2 separate regions of the Arachis hypogaea genome follow, and region 2 is linked to region 1. A link is a contact called in public Hi-C data. All regions are on one chromosome and are shown on one strand. The core of a region is the stretch at or near the end of the contact, and the rest is flanking DNA. Distances in the headings are between cores, read along the strand shown.

The links. A called contact is a pair of places that touch in the nucleus more often than the background predicts.
Region 2: a contact with region 1 is called in a Hi-C map of leaf, with 2.3 times the contacts expected there. The contact joins the promoter of LOC112791087 here to the enhancer-like site in region 1. A contact is called at or near these places in 5 of 8 Hi-C or Micro-C datasets (leaf and an unstated tissue).

The regions. Positions count from the first base shown.
Region 1 is chr3:119,444,937-119,447,632 of arahy.Tifrunner.gnm2.J5K5, reverse strand. No RefSeq gene overlaps it. Among protein-coding and RNA genes, the nearest start is that of LOC112780372, 17 kb to the left of the region's middle. Within about 2 kb of position 1,397, at least 3 of the 3 cell types and tissues checked have open chromatin away from gene starts, as enhancers often do.
Region 2 is chr3:119,519,604-119,522,299 of arahy.Tifrunner.gnm2.J5K5, reverse strand. It overlaps LOC112791087 (lipase-like PAD4), which reads right to left and starts at 1,347. Exons shown (of 4, transcript XM_025833789.2): 1 at 1,124-1,347; 2 at 650-974. The coding sequence starts at 1,146.

The sequences.
Region 1 (2,696 bases), core at 148-2,647:
AAACTCTAACCTGCCCTATAATTATTAAAATCCAACAAATAAAATTAAATTTTAAAATTTATATAATCATTATTATATACATAATATAAATTAAAGTAAAAATTTAAATATGATACAATATTATTAATTATTTTACTAATTATTTTATATATATTACATATTATTATATATTATACTGGGTGGGTTTAACCTAAACCCGATCTCGTCCCGCCTCGCCTAAGAATCCGTTCCGTTAAAAACTCTCCCCGAGCGGATAGAGGCGAGGTGGGTACCCACGAGTTCGGATAGTGTTGCCACCCCTACCGACAGTGAGATGTGTTGCCCTAACAACTTCACAATTAAAGTTTCCCACTATGGGTTCCTAAGAGTCTTTATATGGCTGCCTCATTGATAACAAAGTTAAAAATACCATCTACCCGTTCAACTCTAATATCTAGCTTTTGGTTCCTTTCACCTTCTCTTACATTCTGGCCTTCTGTCTCTTGTACTTCCTCGGACTCCATATCCTCTTCCTCTAAGGAGGAAAAGCTGTCGCCTTCCTCCATTTCCATCATTGTTACTGGCTTTCTTCCTCCCTTAACCACTTCGCTGAACGATCTTAGTGGTGGAGCAGAGTTTGCATATTATATCACCTCTTCTCCCATCCATTCTTCTTCTCGTGGCACCAATGACAAGCTTCCCGTAAAATCCAGTCCTTCTTCATCCCTTCTTACCTTCTTTCCCTCCCTTTCACTAAGTTCACTTTCAGTACCTTGTATTTGCCTTGGTTTATAAGCTCGTGAGTGAACCCCACAAACAAAACTACCTCTCATGGTGGTGACTCAGTGTCTCAGTCACAGTCTCAAACTCACAAACGTATGGAGAGAAAAAATAAATTTATCGCATGAAAATATTCAACTCACAGGGTTTAACTTTTTCATGATATCTCTATTCTAAACCTAATTCCTCTTTAATGCCATCTTTGCTAGCCAATCTGCCTCTTCTCTCTTCTTTTTATTACAAGTAAAAGTTAGCCAGAGTCATACTTTTTTTTTGTTTGTTTTTCATAGTATCCCCCAACCTGACAGGTCAAAGACTAATCCATCGCGGATCTGAACTCCATTTAAGGATCTGTCGTTGGCCAATGAATTGTTGCATTCACAAGGCGGGATTCGATCCCCAATACTTGTTTGAGTCATACTTTACCCTTGCTATTAGTAGCTACCGGATCTACTGTTTACTGAATGGGCTAGGTTTGATAAATGGTTAGGGCCTTTAAGTCTTTTGGTTCTTACAATTGGTTGATTGGGCTGGATTTGGTTGGGTTGATATTCTTTCCAGGAACAAATGAGTTCTACTATTACTTTAGGATATTGGGCCAAAAGGTTTTTATTTGGATAAACGCCTAATAATTATCTATGGATTTGTGGAGGTTGTCTTGTTGCTGAATGGACTTTTAAGACTTAGGCCTGCTACTATAGTCCGCATATTTTCCTTGGAAAATAAATCATTTAGATATTTTCTGTTTTGTTTTTTGTTAATGTGAAAATCGTAAACATATTTGTCTCCATGATTATCTTTATACTTTTTAATTTCTCATTACAACTTTGACTTCTACATTTTTAATGTTATGTACTTTTGTTCACGCAAACAATCAGTGTCATCTTTTACAATTTACAAAAGAAATAATTGGTACAATTTACAAACTATAAATATATCATGTGTACTCTCACCTAATTTTTTTAAATAAAAATGTCAATAATATATTTTTAGGCTCAGCATTTTTAATATTGTAGAGAAATGTATATTTTTCACCATTATTTTTATATGTGTATTTAGCATTATTATAGAAAAAAGCCTTTACTTTTTAAAAATGAAAAACGTCACTATCATATTACGTGTGTTAAATTTTTTAAATTAGTTAAAATCATATTATGAAAAAAATTAAAATTTTGAAATTGAAAATGGCAAAGCCGTTTTGCATAAGCCATTTTTTTTAATTGAAAAAGAGAAAACGACAATGCCGTGTTGTTTGATATACGAGTTTAAAAAGTTAAACCTGGTTAAAACGGTATTAACATTTTGTAGAAAAAACAAAAATGCCATTAACGTTTTATATTGGCACAAATAAAAAATATAAAATTAACTATAAAAATAAACCTTGGTGTTTATGAAACACTTCGAGGAGAGTAGAAAAAAACAAGAAGTTGTTCTTCATTTTAAGATTTTGAGAGAACTCTTTAAAATTTTGAGTTGCTTTACATATTAAGAGTGAAAAAAATTGTGAGTAAATATAACGATGGTATAAAATAAAGGGTTATGTTAGTTTAAAAATATACTATAATAATTAGATTTTGTCTCATATATATGAGTGTGAGTTTTTTATGGGAGAATTTATGTGTTATTATTTTTTTTTTGTTTAATTACTCTGTTGGTTCTTATAGTTTTGCAAAATTTTATATTAAGTTCATATATTTTTTTTTAATTGAATCCTTGCACTAATTTTTTTTTTTTAGTTGAGTCCCTACACTTTTTTTTTCTTTTTATTTGAGTTCCTATACCAATTTTTTCTTTTTTTTTTTAATTAGATCCCTATACAATTAAGCCAATTACTACTAAGAGTCCAAGAGGGACTTAATTGAAAAAAAAATTGGTGTAAGGACCCAATAAAAAGAAAAAAAGTATACGGACCTAATTAAAAATTTCGCAAAACTATA
Region 2 (2,696 bases), core at 98-2,597, 75 kb before region 1:
TTAAAATTCAATTAAATTAAACTATAAAATATAGATGTGTAGTATTATTCTAAAAAATATAAGACAATATCAATCGGAATAGCCCAAGAAAATAACGAATACATATCCATGGCTGCAAAAAAACCACAATGCCCATTCTACTATAGTACTATAAGAAATGATGGCTTAAATTCTCATATTTCGTCTTGAAATCTTCTTTATCATCATTGATTCTAATATGGTTTTATTTAACAATCAAATTCTTATTTATTTATTATTATTTGAATTAAATTTGTTTTCTAAAAATTAAACACTTTATTATTTTTGTCCGTATTCAAATATGATAACTCTAATAATAGAGAAATACTAAAAAATTATTAAAATTTATTATTTTTTATTATTAATTAATTATTAATATTTAAAATATAAAATAAAATATATTATTAAATTATTAAACAAAAAAATTTAATTTATAATTAAATAATAAAAAAAATAAATTCTGATCAACTTAATAAATCTGGTAACGTTATTCAGAAACTAGAAGATTACGATCCTAACTTGTTCAGACTGCTAAAAAAGGAAAGAAATTAATAAACATGCCACAAACAATAAGAATATGCTAACACAAATACATGAGACAAGATTAAAGAAAGGAATTAAACAAACCAACCTGGGTTTGGAATGAATGAAGCAAGGAATTGAAGAGATTGAGGATGCCGGCGTGGACCATGACAGGTTCCTCCCCTTCACGAATACACGAGAAGAAAGCCACGTCACCAATTCTATCCAACGGCACCATGTTCCTCCACGTGTCGTTCGATCCCCCAACCATTTGCACGCCCGAGAAAGCCACGTAGGCCACGCGCCCTATTTGCTCCGCCACGAAGCTCCGGTGAGCGATGGCGCTTCTGTTGACGTGGTTGCACAGCCTCCATGACTCCGCCAGCAGCGGCGTCGACGCCACGAAAGTCGCCAGCATCTCGCTGCTCTCAAACCTGCATAGTCCCAAAACAAAACTTCAGATAATGAGGTTTTGATTAATAGACGGATTTATTATTGTTGTTGTTATGGTAATTTCGTGGAAGGTTTCGGGGTTTTGATTTTGTTGACATTTTGAGTGGCGAAGCTAATAGTGAGAACTTACGGTGAAGCTTCGTTGATAGCCATGGAATAGAATAGTCTTTGCTGGAGAGGGCGAATGTGTGGAAGAAGGTTTGAACGAAGAAGAGATGGACACTTGAAAGTGTTAATCCCCTGAAGGCTTCAACTTTGAATAGCCCACATTTTATATTGTCTTTACAAATTTGTAATTTGCTCACTGAGAACTGAGAAGTCAAAAGCGAAGTCGTCTTTCCATACAATTATCTTAATTATCTTTGTGGGGACAGTGATCAAAGGTGGACCTCCAACATACCGCGTGAACAACAAGACTCGGTCTTTTACATTTTTGCCATCATAATAATTATAACTCAAGACGCGTTTGCGTATTTAGGGGGTGCAAAACAAAGTTACCAATGATAGAATCAATGTAGTGTAAATAAATAAAATTATAATTGAACACAAGGAATCATTTTCTCTCTGTTCCGGACCTGCCACCCGACCCCAAAACGGCCAAACAATGGTCTGACTTTTAGGTTAAAATCCTTTCTACGGTTTAAATTGGTTAGAAAATAAAAAATTTTTAACCAACATTCAAATTCGAATTCGAATATCTCTTATCATAGTCAATAAAATAAGACAAGATAACTAAAAAAAATTATATACAAGGAGCCAAAAGTTTTTTAGGATACGTTATCATACACAACCTTAATTTTTGCTTTTTAAATCCATTTTAATTTGAACGTCGGAGTGTCTTTGCAGGTACCATCACCTACCGCTTCAAAAATCCGATCATATCATCACCAAGACCGACATGTCCCCGATCCTTTCCTCAACCCGTACCAACGAAGTCTTGTACATTGGTGCTGTCTGTGGAGACTTGTCAAGCTTTGGCAGAATGACAAACGAACACAAAGAACGATTCTCAAACCATCACTACGAACCAAACCCGTCAAATCCCCTCAGTGCACGAACCACAGAACGATGGTTTTCCCCTCCCCCACCTACCCACGGAAGGATAATCAGCGTCATCCACACGCAGCCAACCTATAATCAACAACCACAAACAGACAAGTCCCGATCTGGCGAACCCAGGATAATCGATGGACTGGAAAATAAGTGAACTGGATTATTCAAGAGCTACACCAGCGAGTACAGACTTTGGAAAGTCGGGTCGCCTCTAAAGAATGGTACCAAACGGAACGCACAAGCAAAGCGGTCTCCCGAACCGTGTCGCGAAGAGACGCAAGGCACGAGAGGTCACCAGATCAATAACACGGCCGACGCAGGAACCGCAACAAATCTTGGAAACCCGAACGCCATTATGATGAAGACGAAAGGAGATACCAGAGAGGTTTCAAGCGAAGAAGGAGTGAACACGTGATAATGGGAGCTACCCCCTTCACCGAGAGAATCATGAAGGCCAAGTTATAGAAGGATTTCGACAAACCAACTGACATGAAGTATGGTAGCACCAAGGATCCACAAGAACACCTAATGGCATTTGAGGCTAATATGAACTTAGAAGGAGCGGCCGACGTAGTTCGGTGCAGGGCCTTCCCGGTAACCCTAGCCAACCCAATAATTAAGTGGTTTAACGCCCTCCCGAATGGCTCCGT